Linked DNA regions of Mus musculus: regions 2, 3 and 4 are each linked to region 1. The links are chromatin contacts, called in public ChIA-PET and HiChIP or PLAC-seq maps. All regions are on one chromosome and are shown on one strand. The core of a region is the stretch at or near the end of the contact, and the rest is flanking DNA. Distances in the headings are between cores, read along the strand shown. Region 1 holds the start of Mapk9 (mitogen-activated protein kinase 9). Region 2 holds the start of Cby3 (chibby family member 3). Region 3 holds the start of Sqstm1 (sequestosome 1). Region 4 holds the start of Maml1 (mastermind like transcriptional coactivator 1).

Evidence for each region. ChIA-PET counts read pairs in DNA pulled down with a chosen protein or histone mark. HiChIP or PLAC-seq counts read pairs in DNA pulled down with a chosen protein or histone mark.
Region 2: a contact with region 1 is called in a FOXA1 HiChIP or PLAC-seq map of pancreatic cancer cells. The contact joins the promoter of Cby3 here to the promoter of Mapk9 in region 1. A contact is called at or near these places in 7 of 39 promoter capture datasets (embryonic stem cells, hippocampal neurons, liver and 2 more), 1 of 484 Hi-C or Micro-C datasets (embryonic stem cells), 1 of 115 datasets of contacts at active chromatin or transcription factors (pancreatic cancer cells) and 1 of 9 other capture datasets (liver).
Region 3: a contact with region 1 is called in an RNA polymerase II ChIA-PET map of memory CD8 T cells, with 78 read pairs. The contact joins the promoter of Sqstm1 here to the promoter of Mapk9 in region 1. A contact is called at or near these places in 2 of 39 promoter capture datasets (pre-B cells and stem cell-derived epiblast-like cells), 1 of 484 Hi-C or Micro-C datasets (embryonic stem cells), 4 of 115 datasets of contacts at active chromatin or transcription factors (effector CD8 T cells, embryonic stem cells, memory CD8 T cells and 1 more) and 4 of 9 other capture datasets (adipose tissue, embryonic stem cells, liver and 1 more).
Region 4: a contact with region 1 is called in an H3K27ac HiChIP or PLAC-seq map of thymic regulatory T cells, with 2.8 times the contacts expected there. The contact joins the promoter of Maml1 here to the promoter of Mapk9 in region 1. A contact is called at or near these places in 9 of 39 promoter capture datasets (3T3-L1-derived adipocytes, embryonic stem cells, fetal liver and 4 more), 3 of 484 Hi-C or Micro-C datasets (all in embryonic stem cells) and 1 of 115 datasets of contacts at active chromatin or transcription factors (thymic regulatory T cells).

Annotation. Positions count from the first base shown.
Region 1 is chr11:49,844,929-49,848,876 of GRCm38.p6, forward strand. It overlaps Mapk9 (mitogen-activated protein kinase 9), which reads left to right and starts at 1,823. Exons shown (of 12, transcript NM_207692.2): 1 at 1,823-2,047. It overlaps Gm36507 (a long non-coding RNA gene), which reads right to left and starts at 1,369. Exons shown (of 4, transcript XR_003949545.1): 1 at 1,287-1,369.
Region 2 is chr11:50,356,396-50,360,219 of GRCm38.p6, forward strand. Cby3 (chibby family member 3) reads left to right here and starts at 1,366. Exons shown (of 2, transcript NM_029691.1): 1 at 1,366-1,408; 2 at 2,645-3,307. The coding sequence starts at 2,859. The coding sequence ends at 3,281. Mir804 (microRNA 804) reads right to left here and starts at 1,484; the gene lies at 1,390-1,484.
Region 3 is chr11:50,208,479-50,212,183 of GRCm38.p6, forward strand. Sqstm1 (sequestosome 1) reads right to left here and starts at 2,342. Exons shown (of 8, transcript NM_011018.3): 1 at 2,075-2,342. The coding sequence starts at 2,279.
Region 4 is chr11:50,290,341-50,293,990 of GRCm38.p6, forward strand. Maml1 (mastermind like transcriptional coactivator 1) reads right to left here and starts at 1,996. Exons shown (of 5, transcript NM_175334.3): 1 at 1,386-1,996. The coding sequence starts at 1,721. Canx (calnexin) reads right to left here. Exons shown (of 15, transcript NM_007597.3): 15 at 3,617-3,650.

The DNA.
Region 1 (3,948 bases), core at 573-3,072:
GGGGAAGCACTCATTAGTGTTCTTCAGGGAAACTGCAACAATGGTAGCCAGGCTGTGCTGGTTTTTAATAATGCCAACTGCTGGCTCTGTTTTCTTTGGAGCTTCTAAAGCAGTGACGGGAAGAGCCGAGGTGAGGACAGGTGTGGACAGAAGCTCACAAAAAGAACCTTTCTCAAAGCAGCACACTCAGGAACTAGGAGAATTTTGAGCAGGAATAAACCATACTCCCCCTGGTGGCCAGCATGGGGGTGGCCAAAGGAGGACTCTGCTAGTTGGGCTTGGTCAACTCGATTTAGTCCTATCTGGGAAGAGAGACTTTTAACTGAGACAATGCCTCCCTAAGATTGGTCTGTAATAAAGTTTGTGGGGACATTTTCTTCACAAATGATTGATGTGGGAGGGCCTAGCACACTGGAGGCAGTTCCATCCCTGACCTAGTGAGCTGCGTTCCCCCACTTCCTCTGCTTTGGTTCCTGCCTTGAGTTTCCTACTTCCTTTAACGATGGAGTGTGACCTCAGAGTTCTAATCCAAAATAAACCCTCTCCTCCCCGAAGTGCTTTCTGGTCATTGTGCCTTGTCACACCAATATAAAAGCAGAATAGGACAGAGACACTGTGATTGTCTGGATCCCCTTCTCGACCCTACTGCTCCTCTGAGCCTCCACCACCCTAGTTCAGTGCTTGAAACCAGAGTCACAGCTCTCTTCAAATTCTGCGGAGATTCATGGGGCCTCCTAGTCTCTTGATCTTCCTATACGCAGAGTCCTTCTCCCTGGCTCCTCCTTGGCATCTTGTGACTACAGCTCTACCACCATAGACACCACTTGTCAACTACTGTCTCCATTTTTCCAATCCCTTATTGACCAGTCCTCAGCCTAACCTGTTCGTAGCTTCCCTCAGTGTGTTCAACGTCCCTGTCTCACTTGCAGCCTCTCTATCAAAACACAGAGTAGTCAGAATCCCAAATTCTGAGTTTTCCAAACATCTGATTCACCTCAGACCTTCTGGAACCTACTTGAGAGCCAGAGGTCTGCAGAAGCGTCAACAAAAGCAGCAGTGTTAAAGACCCACTGTCTAGAAGCCCTTCAGCACTGGACGGACACCCTCCTCACCCCTCTACACCAAAGCAGAAACTTGTCTCTTATAAGAGGCCTCTTTAGGCTATACCCGTCACTGACTCATCAGGGTCATGGTCACCGTCTCCCCAACCCCCACCTTCTGGACATCTGGCCGCACCCCTGTTATGATCCCATTCAGTGTGGCATCTGCCTTAGTGAAAAACAAACCCCAAGGCCCCGCGGCTTGTCCTGGTTCTTCCTCCGGGGCCGTTGTACTCCAGGTTCCCAGGCTTCAAGTCCTTGATCATGCCCAGAACTCTTGTCTAACCCGGCTGTCTTTAGTCCTTTTCCAAGTCGCCTCTCCATTTGCACCTGCTACAACCGAGGCCTGACAATGGCTCCTACACTGTAGTCGCAAAGTCACGCCTCGCCCCTCCCCGGCTCTGGCTCCCCTTGGCCCACCCTCTCCGGCGCATGCGGGTCTCCTGGCCCTGGAGGGCGGGCTCAGGAGACGGTCCTAGCTTGACCTGGATCCCTAACTCTGTGCACACTGGCGGACGCTCTTCCAGCAAGCAGACGGTCAGACGGCGAGCCGCCTAGGGGGCGCCACTCTGCACTAGGGCATCCAGAGCGCGCCACTGGCCCCGCCCACACCCAGCCTCCAGCCACGCCCGTACTGCCCAGCCTTGCCCACCCCCAGTCTCAATTGGTCCCGCCTGTCTGGATATCCTAGTTCTGATTGGCTGGCCTAAGAATCCGTCAGACTGAGCGCCGCGGCGGCGGCGGCGGCGGTGGCAGCAGCGGAGCAGAAGGGAACCGGACCGGAAGGGTCGCAGCGCCCCGCGCCCCTCACACCCACTGCGACGGCGACGGGGCGGAGCAGAGCGGGGCGGGGCGACCGGGTCCAGGTCGTGGAGCTGGGTGCCGCCAGAACGCATCGCCGCCAGCGTGCCCTCCCTCTGCCTCCGGCGCGGCGGCGCGGAGCCGAGGTGAGCCGGGCGGGCGGCTAGGCCTGGCGGGGCTGCTCGGGCCACGCAGGGCCTGGGGTGCGGGGCTCAGGGGGTGGACTGCTCGGTACTGCCCGGCTATCCACGGTTCCGCGGTCGTTCTCTCCCGCCTGGTGTGTGCAGCCCCAGGGCTGCAGGCCGGCTGTCTGGCCGGGCCCCAGCAGACCTGCCCGCAGGGATCTGTGGGCGCCTTTCCTCCAGCTGTGAGGCACGTCGCTGCACCCCGCTGCATGCCCTGGAGCCTGAGCTCTGGTCCCCGCGACCTTGGCGGTGACTGCGACCCTCACTGGCCCTCTGCTTTCCCCTCGGGAGTAATGGTAGAATGTCTAGGGTTTGGTCGGGGTTGTTAACGGGCAGTGTAACTGTCTCAAAGCGTTAGGGCAGAGAAGCCTAAGGCGCACATTTGAGAGCATCTGAGTGGGTAAATAAATGCTCCCTTGCTGATGTGAGTGTCGTAGGAACTCCCCCTCATCCGCTTAGAGTCCTCCCCCACTTCTGCCCCCCCTCCCGAGCCTTGTCATTCATCTTCAGTGCCCAGCAAAGCCAGAGTGGGCCCTGCCCACCTCCTCCGCCACTCCTTCCCCTCTTAACAGAAGCAGATCTCTGCTCTCCTATCCTAAGCTCACCTGCCTTGGGCATGCCAAAATCATTTATTTACCTCAGGACCTTTGCACTTCGATTTCTCTATGTTCAGAGTTGTCTATAAGATTTTTACCCAGCTGTCTTCTCTCACATCGCTTCCTCCTGTGGTTCAGTGTCTTGTTATAGGCGAGGCCTACCTAGCTTGACCACCCTTTTCCCTCGCTTAGTCATTCTCGCTCATCAGTTTCTTTAATTTTCCATCCAGTACCTACTCTGGATTGATGCTATCTGATTTATTGCCCCGTCCTTTTTGTATAGCATGGTGAGTACAGGTAGTTGTTTCATCTGTAAAGTCAGATCAGTGAATGAACAGTAAGACCATCCCTGCCTATTATTATCTCTGCTTTGTCCATTTTGTTGGTGACTTTAACTTGTGAAACTTGTAAGCAAACAGACGCTGATTCTCACTTTGTGAAATATTTTCATGTTTTTAATCTCTTTCTAGTAGCTGTCAGAACAATTTGTGATAAAAAAAATACGTTTTGGTAAGAGTTTTGCTCTGGCTTCCTTCCACACATTCAGGAGTTATCTACTGGATTCTGTATTATCTAGGTCATGCTTTCTGCTGGGCTCTGGGGACACAAAGGAGATAGCAACAGGGTACCGTCCCCCAGAGAGTCCAGGAGCCCCATAGAGCAGACTGGCATGCACACAGTTCTAGGACAGGATATGACACCAGCTATAGTGAAGGGTCTGTGCCCTAGAAATGGAGGGTGTGGGGTGGGGGTGCTGGAGGGCCTTGAGCAGGGACAGACAGAAAGTGAAAGGGCAAGATCAACAAGGAACTCTGCTCAGTCTGGAGCCAAGAATCAGCCCTCCAGGGCAAGTGTGGGGCTTTATGGGGTGCTGGAGACCCCAGAGCTCCAGAACTTGGTTCAGCAATTTTTGTAAAAGCCAGGATTCCAAGTTTGTATCTGGACTCTGATATGTCAGTGTTGGCAATAGCTAATTAAAACTAGCTATTTGGTGCCAAGCCAAAATGCGGACCTCATGCAGCACTGCTAACCTCCTGAGCAGGCAGTGTGGGAGGGAGAAGCATGGAGGAGCAGGAACTGTAGCCTGAGGCCAGAGGAGCTAGGCCCTGTTCCCCAGATACCAGCCAGGCACTCATTTGAGTGTGGCTGGCACACTGGGTTCCACAGAGGAAGAAACGGAGGCTCAGTGCTTCAGCAGTTTGCTTCAGCGCAGGCAGCCAGTGAGAACTCGAACCCAGATTGCCCTCAATCTAAGGTTCTCAGCTC
Region 2 (3,824 bases), core at 116-2,615, 510 kb after region 1:
ATGTGTTCTAGAGCAATACCAGATTCCTTATGCTCACCTCCCATCCACCCCATTGCCAAGAATGTTGGCTTAAGGTACTGTGTGCCACAGCCTATAGGCTGGAGCTGCTCAGGAGACTAAGATGGGAGGAGGATCACTTAGGCCTAGGAGATTTGAGCCAGCTTAGGCTAACAAAGTGAGATCAGGTCTCCAAAAACCCAAGTAAGGGGCCTGAGATGGCTCAGTGAGGGAGGGGCCTGCTGCACAAGCCTGAGACCCTGAGTGCAGAACCCCAGTTCTCATGGGATTGAGTGAGTGTGGCAGCCTGCATCTCTAACCCCAGTGCTGACACGGGACACTGACACACACAATCTGCAGGGTACAGCAATGTCTGTCTGGAACTTAAGGGAGAGACAGAATGAGTAAGATCCCTCTGCCCTATCTTCATTAATACAACACATGACTTTCATAGCTGGCCAGAAGTCGAGTGGTACCCAACTCCCACCTTGTTCACAGAGTGCATCTCTGGGAGCTCTCTCTCACCTTTGATGTCACTACAACTCCAAGAAGACACTTCCCTGGCAAAGGTGGGGGTAGAAGATCCCTACAGCTTTTTGGCCAGCTGGCCTTTTGACTCTGCTAACTCCAGGTTCAGTGAGACTCTGACTCAAAAAATAGGGTGGAAGACCAGGCAGGTTGGTGCACTTTTGATCTCAGCACTCTAAGGCAGAGCAAGTGGATCTCTGTGAGTCTGAGGCCAGCCTGGTCTACAGAGCTAGTTCCAGGATAGCCAGGACTCCATAAAGATACCCTGCCTTTATGTTTATAATAAGTAAACAAACAAGTAAGGTGAAGAGTGATCAAGAAGATACTGGAGGTTAGCTTTTGGCCAGAGGTCACACTACCCATACTCCCACCTTCCACATAGAAGCCAGAAACATATGATTATAATCCGGCTGGAAGGCTAAGGCAGGAAGCAGGCAGATCCCTTTGTTGTTGTTTTGTTTTGTTTTTCCAGATAGGGTTTCTCTGTGTAGCCCTGGCAGCCTTGAACCAGGCTGGCCTCGAACTCTTGAAACCCACCTGCTGCCACTGACTGGCTCAGGAGGATTCTTACTAGCCTGGGCTACAGGGTAACCTGGGCTATCCTGTCTCAAAAGGACCTAAATCAAAACAAAGATTTAAACAAAATGAGGGGTGCGATTTTATGATTGAACGTCTTCCCTCCCCCAGAACAGTGCCTGGAGCACAGTCAATGCTCCGGAAACTTCCCGTAACTGAACACACTTCACTGTCTACACCACCTCTACCCTAGGAGGCCTGGCAGGGAGGCATTGTGAGTCACAGCTGGCAGACAGGTGGGTGCCATAACCCAGAAATGGGGCCAGGCCTGGGACAGCAGCTTGGGCACCGCCACCACATCTTCCAGGTGAGGAACAACTCACAAGGAATGTCAGGAAACAGTCTACTGGGGAAGTTGTAACCTCAAAGATGGATGTGTAGGGACTTCCAGAGACTCGCTCCATGAGTTAAATCAGGGGGTGGGGGAGAACACCTGTCTCTGCCCACCTGCACAATTCTGTTGGGTTTAATGAAGGTGTGGCAAAGGAAACCCGACAGCAGTTTTCACTCCTGCCCTCGATGGCAGGAGAGGTATTTGAAAAACCACACTGTAGAATCAGCACTTTATAGGTGTTGTGAGAAGAGTTAGGAAGCAAGTAAGATGGGTTCTGGTAGTTATCTGGGCTTTAGATTCCTATCAGTAGTTGGCTAGGAACAAAAGTTAACTCTAGTGTGCAGCATTCTAGTTACTTGAAAGCTAAGTATGGGTCTAGGCTAAGGCACCTACCTGTCTGTCCTATGATGTCATTGATTACACTGGATGTTAATACACGCCTTTCCAGCTGGACCAGGAACATCTTGAGGATAGACAAAGGCTGTGCTTGTGGTATCCTCTGTGCAGGCCAGACCTGGCATGGAGCAGGTGCCAGTGCTAGAATGTGCTAGACATCTCACCAGACAGATGCTCTGCCGAGTTCACACTAACCCTGACTTTGCAGCCATCAGCAGCCTCCCTTAAAGAATGACAACCACAATGTTCAATTTCCCTGTACTGTACCGAAAAATGCCCTCTGGCTCACCTTTCTAGCCTACGTTTCTGCTATTCTCGGAACCAATCCTATTTGTCGGCTCTTTCATGCATCTGGAACATGACAGCCCTTTGCCTCACAGCTGTCAGCAAGAAAAGGCCTGTCCTACTTGCTTGGCTACTGATCTCTACTTGTGGCCCCCTACCTGTGGTCTCTTCCAGCATTTCAGAGAACGTGGTTTCTGGGCCTTTACATTATCTCTTTTTTTGTTTGTTTTTCGAGATAGGGTTTCTCTGTGTAGCCCTAGCTGTCCTGGAACTCACTTTGTAGACCAGGCTGGCCTCGAACTCAGAAATCCACCTGCTTCTGCCTCCCAAGTGCTGGGATTAAAGGCATGTGCCATCACTGCCCAGCCCTACATTATCTCTTACACACCTACATCCTAGATAAAGGGTCCCGGGGAGGTAATTTTGGTGAACACGGCTGGTGTGACTATGCAGGAATGGGCTCCCCTACTAGCCTACAACTGCAGAGTCTAGCCTGAGCAGGCCGCTCACAGGCCATTTGCTTTCCAGCAGTGCCACTGGCTCGCCTTCACCATTCCAGAACATCAGGGTTCCAGACACCCGCGCGCCCCGCGTGGCCCACACCACCTTCACCCTGGAGGCCTTTGAGTGCCTGGCGGCGAGCCAAGCGGGCCGCCTGTGGAAACAGGTGAGGCAATTCTGGGTCGACCACTTCTCGCGCCGCTTCTCGCCGCGGAGGCCACCGCTGCGCCATATCTCATCCATGTCCACCTTCTATCTGCTGGACCACCGCACGCGACAGGCCGAACTGGGGCTCAACTACGGCGAGCCGCGCACCCGACTGAGCGACGAGGCCTTCGTTTTCCGCGGCGGCCGCTGGACCCCAGAGGGGAAGCGCGCAAGCGCGCGCACGCCTCTGCCCTCCTCCACCATCCCGGCCTGGAAGCCACAAGTGCAGCCGATTAAGAGCCAGGTGCTGCTGGAAGAGAATAACTACCTGAAGCTGCAGCAAGAACTGCTCATGGACATGCTAACAGAGACTACGGCGCGCATGCAACTGCTGGAGAAGAAGGTGGACGCGGATAACAACCCTGCGGCCCCGGCGCGCTCCTGGAAGAGAAAGATGCCCAAGCAAAGGGGCGCGGGAGTACTTATAATCCAGCCGCGCGCTCTGGAGTCGCGGTGATGCAATAAAGTTGTACCTAAAGCAGGGCCGCGAGTACGCGCCTCGCCTTGCCCCGCCCCGCCCTGGTGGCCCGGGTGGTCCACTTCCCTTGAGCATCCGGGTTTTCCTTGGGTGGAGCTGCGTGTGGCAGAGATAAGTAGGAGGGGGAGTTAAAGCGCGTGAGACGCTTGGGCAGTGCGGGAGAGGGCGCTTGGATTTTTCTCCAAACCTTAGGTTCTGCTTTCCCACACTCTTTGTTTTGTTTTCTATTGGCGAAGACTGTGATTTTATCATACGTGGAATAAAGACTTCTGTTTGACCCAGCATTAAAAAAAAAAAATGTATAGGAAGGGGTGGCGCACGCCTTTAATCCAAGCACTCGGGAAGCAGAGGCAGGCAGATCTCTGGAGTTTGAAGCTAGCCTCTATAGACCTAATTCCAGGCCAGCAAAAGCAACACAGAGAAACTAAAAAAAAAAAAAAAAAAAAAAAAAGCATTGGGGCCACACATAGCATATATGTGTGAGATGGTGTGTGTGTGAGTGTGTCTCAGGAAAGTGAGACA
Region 3 (3,705 bases), core at 1,092-3,591, 360 kb after region 1:
GTTTCTCTGTATAGCCCTGGCTGTCCTGGAACTCACTTTGTAGACCAGGCTGGCCTCGAACTCAGAAATCTGCCTGCCTCTGCCTCCCAAGTGCTGGGATTAAAGGCGTGCAGCCACCATGCCTGGCATCTAAGTTGTTCTGAGGTTGTTGTTTGTTCTGTTTTTGTCAATTCTATGTTTTCTGCTTTCAGGGGCAGGATCTTAGTATGTAGCCCTACCTGGCCTGACACTACTTAGAGCAGGACAGCCTACAACCTGTGGATGAGCCGCCTTCGTGCTGGGATTACAAACATGCAACCAGGCTTCCAGGTTTTGTTTTGTTTTTTTAATATTGTATGTACACATCACACACACACACACTTAAGTGTATGTGTGTGCCACAAAGGCCAGAAGAGGTGTTGGGTCTCCAGGACCTGCAGCTGTGATGAGTGCTAGGGACAGAACTTGGGTCCTCTAGAAGAGCAGCCAAGGCTTTAACCATTGAGCGATTTCTCAAACCCATCTGGCTTCATTTTGTTAGCTCACAATAACTGGGATCACAGCCATATGCTTCTATGTCAGTACAAATAGTCTGTATAAAACCTGATACAGTACAAAAACCTTATACAGGCCAAAACCACACACCTGCAGGCTGGACTGAGCCTCTGAGCAACCATTTAGCAACAGCTACCATAAGGGAGATGAGAGAGATTGCCTCAAAAGAAACAGTGTCCATAAACTACAGACCAGATAAATTAAACATGACATATTCAAAGAAGACTATTCTTCATACACAAAAAGAAATTAAATACTGCCCATGTACAGAAATAGAGCCCTTGACTAGCATATGCAAAGCCCTAGGTTCAATTCCCAGTACTGGAGGGGGGAAGATGTACTAGTGAGAGCTGTAATACAAATGGGCCTTAGACATATTAATAAGTGAATGAACAAAGATTCACTGTGCCAGCCTGGTCTACAGACCAGCCAAAGCTACCTAGAGAAACCCTGTCTTGAAAAAGCAACCAAAAAAAAAAAAAAAAGCCATTTTAATGTGTTCTAATTCCTAATAGTAAAATGAATACTAAAGTAGACCAGCCATTGCCTGGAACTGGAAAGGATACAAGATGACAAACAGGAAAAAAATTATATAATAAAATAATAATTATTACAATAATTGTTATATAATTTTTATGTAATATATAAATAAAATTTATAAAACAATGAAGAGATTCTAAGCCGAATGTGAAAATAGTTATACAACTCATTTTTTTTTTTTAAATGCAAGGAGCTGGGGAGGTAGCTCAGTTGCTCGAGGGCCTAACATGCATGAAGCCCTGGACTGGATGCCTAGCACAAAGATGACTCAGAAGGACAATTTAGAGATACAGGCCATCCCGGCCATATAGTAAGACCTGTCTCTGCTAATACGAAAGAATAATCGTTATACACTTTTACTGGGTGAATTGCACAGGTCCTAGGTTATAACGCAGTTACACTGAAAATTTTCTGTCCAGTAGTCCCTGTGATTCCTGCACTAGAAAATTGAGACAAGAGGATTGGAGTGATTGAGGACGGCCTAAACCACTCGTGAATTCCAGGCCAATCAGGCTACGTGGCTTTATTTCAGAAAAGAGAGAGACTGACCAACCAACCTGGCCTACCCACAGTCCTCCATAGAGATCGCAAAACCATTCCCTCCCACAGGGAGGGTCTTGTCCACTCGTCTCTTGTCAACAACCTCTAGCTCCACCCCATGCAGCCACCAGCCACTCCAACGCAAGAGACTGAGCTAGTTCCGGGGTCCCCTACCTCCCTTCCCACGGGCTGCCCCACCCCGCCCCCGCTGCTTATTTATCCGCGTCACTCCTCTCCACCCCTCCTCCACGTCTGCCTGGTCCCAGGTCTTCCGGGGCTTTAACTGAACCCACCACCGGGCGTTACGGGGAGCAAGCGAACCGCTGGATGTTAGATGTAACCTGAGCGGCCGCCTGACCACCCTGTCCCCGCGGGGAGCCAGAGGACACGCCGCCTCGTCCTCGCCCAGACCTACTACTCCCTGGCGGGGGAGGTTGGCTTCCCCGCCCCAGGCCCTCACCGCGGTAGTGCGCCTGGAAGCCGCCAGGCCTCAGCGTGGGGAACAGCACAGCCACTCGGCTCAGCAGCCTCTCGCAGGGCCCCGGGCCGGCCGCGGCTTGGGCTTCCGCCTCCGGCTCCGGGCTGAAGCAGAAGCTGAAGCGGCGGATCTCGCGGGTCGCCTCCTCCTTGCCCAGAAGATAGGCCTTCACCGTGAACGACGCCATAACCGCGGTCTAGGTACGGACGAAACAGCTGGGCAGCGGCGGCGCCGAGAGCCCAGCTTTTATAGAAAACGGGGGAGCCCCGCCTCGTGGGGGCGGAGCCTCTATGAGCCCCGCCCCTCCCCTAGGCTGGGGCGGCCGCTGGAGCCCCCTTGATGGGACCCTTGAAAGGTACGGGGTCGAGACGACCCCACTGCCTACTCTTTTCTTTCCCACCGAATACATGGGTGACCACAAGAGACCAGCCTCAGCCTCAAGTCGTTGGGAAAAGGACCCGTAAGTATCGAGCCTAGGTACCTCCCAGGCTTGGGCCTGCCTATGACTCAGCAGTGTCGTCCCCAAGCCAGGGGGGATGTACGGCCCAGAAGCTAGGAGGACACAGATGTCTACTGTCAGGTAGCCATTCTTTTAGCCAAACAGGCTGTCTCACAGGATGCTATTCCGACCCTCCTAAACATAGTGTCCCCGGTAGTAGCCCCCACTCCCACCCCCTTCCAGGCATCCACCATGACCAGCCCCTCACTGAATAAAGGAACATCACCCACCATCTTAGGCCTCACCCAATTTAACAAAGATCAGGTTGAGAGGTGTTGGACAAGCACTGGTGACTTCTCACAAACCCACCCTGTAAGAGGGGTAGCCAGGGCTCCAGAGGCAGCAGTAGTCACAACCTGTTCATTGCAACCAGAGATTCCTCACTGCAGCCCAGACACACACACACATACACACACATTCATATTCTCTCTCTCTCTCTCTCTCTCTCTCTCTCTCTCTTTCTCTCTCTCTCTCTCTCGGAAGGTACATGTATCTCAGGCCTTAGTGGCTTCAAAGCACAAAGGGATCAGACCACCTGCCCTCCATCTAGGAACCAAAATACAAGCTATAGCCAGTCCTGTGCCACAGGTTGGTTATTCCAGCTGTTTGAGGTGCTGAGGCAGGAAAAGACCAAGTTCAAGATATTCTGCTTGAGCAACTTGGTGAAACTGTTTCAAAATAGAAAGTGATCCTAGTACTTGGGAGGTCAGAGGTTCCAGAGTTCAAAGCCAGCCTTGGCTGCATGAGGCTTCTAAGAAAGAAAAAAAGTCTGGGTGCTGGGGGGCGGGAATAAAGAATCTGGCTATACAGTTTAGTAAGGATACAGGAGATTTAGCTTAGTAGGGATACAGCTTATAGAGATTTAGCTTAGTAGGGATACAGGTCATGAGGATTTAGCTTAGTAGGGATATACCCGGGAGATATCATTAATGGGAATTTGGTGCATAGGGATATAGCTCAGTGACAGAGCACCTGCCTAGTATGTGTTACATCTTAGGTTCAACCCCCAATACAAACGCCAAAACCAGGAAATGCTGCTTTCTGTGGCCAGAGTGACCTGTTAGCTAGCATGATGACACACATCTGTAACCCCAGCCCTTGGGAAGCTGAGTCA
Region 4 (3,650 bases), core at 746-3,245, 450 kb after region 1:
TGCAGATGAAGGTAGGCTGTGGCTGGAAGGACGGCAGGATTCTGAAAATGTTGAGAAAGATCCTGCAAGCAGCCGTTTAGTTTGAGAAATTTGTTCACATCACATCCACTGTCATTTCTTCTTTCCTCCTTCCTACCTCTGGGCAGGAATCAACCACACCTAACCTCATACTCATTTGATTGCTTCAAGAAACCTTGTAAGGCGCACAACATACCCTCGATTTACAGGCGGGAAAGTGAGGATGAGAAGACTCGAGCAGCTGGGTCAGAACCGGTGTGTTCTGCCGTGTGGTCTCGCAGCGGGGATAGTGTGGGAAGGAAGGAAAGCAATAGCCCTGTGGGGCACATGAAAAGACAGGCTAGCTCCGGCTGGCTCCGAAAGCCAACCGAAGATTAAACCTAATTCCCTCCAGCAACAGAAGGGTTTCTAACATTTCAAGAGGAAGGGTATTAAGTGACTGAAAGACTAACCACCAGTTAGGGAAGAGTTTTAACAACGGCCCAAGTGAGAGACAATGAAGACATAAATTAGAATTACCAAACAACTTAAGTGTTGTAAAATTTTACTTTTAAACTACCAAGAATTTTGTAACACCCATTCCCCTCCCCCGCCCCTCCACACAGGTTTCCGGTTTATAAATCAGTTTCAGGGAGGCAAAACTTCTAACCAATAAATCTCGGGATTAGCTACTAAAAACCAAAGGGCACAGCTGACCAACAAGTAACGTCATTTCCCCCGTTCAACAACTATTAATATTATCAGAGGTTTTTAACAGGCTTAGTAGGTTAATTTTGGAACTGTCAATAATATAGCAGGAATCAGGCGTTCACAAATTCCAAAGTTCCCTTTTGCGGGGGTTGGGGGAAAACGAATGCCTTTTAAGCAACTCCGTTTACCGAAGCTTCCAAAGACTTTTCAATTTTCCATTCCGAAACCGCGGGATACTGTCAACTGAAGGGAGACTTATTTCCATATTAAAGCCCTAACTAACCTCCACGAAGCAAAGATCCAATCAACATCTGCAGACTAAGCGAGGCCAGGCCTACGGTGCAAGAACGCCCTACATCCTAGGCAACTCCAACGCGGGTCTGCTCCAAGACGAAGTTCTCATCAATTGGAAATTAAGTTTAGGAGAAAAGCCTACCAGCAACTAACCTCCTGCTTTTCCAGCCCCGATTTCACTCAAGTCCTCAAGGGGACGTTTTCCCAAAGTACACCGCAGTGCCACTTCTGGAAGATGACAAGCGCCCTGCCATGTTAGCCACCTCCCAGGACCCAGACTAAGAAATGGGGGCGCTCGGGAAAGTTTCCCCAAGGCCCGATCCGCGCCGGAAGAGGCGTTTTCGGGAGTGAGTATTGCTGTGGCAGGCGCCAGCCTTACTCACCGCGACCGGGCGGCCGTGCTCCGGGCCGTCCGCTGCGTCCAGGCGCGCGGCCGCCGGGGCCGAGGCGGGGGCCGGAGCGGCAACCGGGGCCGTGGCGGCGGCCGGCGGCTGCCGGTGCTTGCCGGCGCGCTTGGCCTTGGCCTGGATGCAGCGCTGGTGCAGGGCAAAGGTGTGCTGGCGCTCGAGCTCCAGGCGCTCGGGAGACACAGCCTCGTAGCGGGCCTCACAGGTGCTGTGGTGGCGCCGGCACAGTTCGATGCGCCGGCGGAGGCGCTCCATGACCGCGCTGTGCCGCGGCAGCGCGAACTCCGCCATGGGGCAGGTGGGTAGCACCATGGGCCGCGGGCGGCACTGGCCGGGCCCGGGCCTCCCGGCGCCGGCTGCCACTTCGGGTTCCTCCGCTTCTGACGGCCCGGATCCGCCTCACGCCCGCGCCATGTCCGGCCGGGCTGTGGAGCGGGCTCGGGCGCGGCGGCGGGTCTTCCTCCGGCCCCGCTCGGCCCGATTCCAGGCCGGGGAACACCGCCCGCCTCAGGCTTCGGCCTGTCCGCTATACCCCTGCCCCATTGTTTTCCGCGCCGCTGCCGCCGCCATCTTAAAATTGTTTTCGGGGCTTTCGGAAGAGGGCGGGGCCTGGGCCGGCGAACTCTGCGTCACTGCTGATGGACCGAAGCTCTAGCCAATCAAAGGAAACCCGCTGCCCGAGGGCGTGGGGGACAAGCACGTCAGGAATTTTCGGGTATTTAAACTGAACACTCTGGCGAGGAGGGAAGCCCGAGGCGGGCTCAGTGCGGGAGAGTGAACTGTGACTGACGGGAACCTATCCAAGAAGAGCCACGTTTTCTGAACACCGCCCCCTGAAAGCAGTCCCTTCCGGGTTCGTGAGGAACGCGGGTTAAGTCTGAGTGAGGTGGAAGCCTTAAGACCCAGATGTCCAAAGCTGTCTATCTTTTTAGTCCACCCACACTATTTCGAGGTCAGCCATTTCCGACCTCATTCTTTACATACAGCCACGTAATTGATCAGAATTGTTTTGAGCTTGAGCGACCTAGTAGAGATAGTTATCACTGACTGGTACTGTGAGCAATAGCTCATTACTTGGAGGGGTGAGGGTGGGAAAGAGCCTCAATACTGGGGACTGGAGTTATTTAGATCTACAGGGGCATACACTTAAAAACCGACTGATATATAAAATTGAGTCACTCAAAATCCAATCCAAAGCACTGGGTTCCAGTGATGCCACTAGCAAGCAAGTGAGCGAAGGTAAAAAGCCAGGAAAGGACCAAAAAATGTTCTGGATGGTTACTGACACCCAAACTGCCATAGGAGATGCTGGGAGGCTTTGCAATAGAAGACCTCACGAGCCACTCAAACATGTCACCCTTTAACCTCTTACTAGAGTTCATTAAAGTTTTATTTTTAAAATCACAAAGAAAAAAAGCTAACAGCCAAGTGTTTTTATACACATGGAGTTAAAATAAGAAAAAGGAATTCTAAGTTTTTGGTGGCGGGAGTGGCAAAGATAAGTGAGCACTGCTTCTTCCCAGTGCCAAGCATTACAATCAGCACTCAAGTGAAACCAGCAGCTTTTGTATGCAGTGATGAAGGACTGAACCCAGGACCTCATGAGTACGCTGCAGCTGTCTTCACATACACACTAGAAGAGGGCATCGGATCCCATTACTGATGATTATGAGCCACCATGTGGTTGCTGGGAATTCAGGACCTCTGGCAGAGCAGTGGGGTACTTAGCTGCTGAGCCAACTCTCCAGCCCACCATTAAACTGTAGTGTCAGGTACCCCAGATTGCCCTCAAATATATTGTCTGAGGCTGGCCTGCCTCTGCTTCTGATCACACCATTACGCCCAGTTAGAAGTGCAAGGTTATCTTCAAAACTCTATAGTGTATGGATTCAGGACGCAACCTAAAACACAAAATATCCTGGGCATGACTTCCAATATCCTCAAATATGAAGCCTGAGAAACTTTTTTTCTAATAAAAGCTGTTAAAAGATATATATATATATCCTAAAGAATAGTATCTAGGAGGACAGGGTGTAGCTCAGTGGTAGAGCACTGGTTCAAATGCCAGCAATGAAAAAGTTTTTGGGCTGAGGTCCATTTTACACAATGGTAATGACTAAACCATCACTTAAATACAAAACTAAATTAAGGTCTCCTATGAGAAAAGACTAAATTAACCATTATTCAAACAGTAAAAACATTCAGTGTTATGATACAGATATTTAACACGGGCTTTAATAT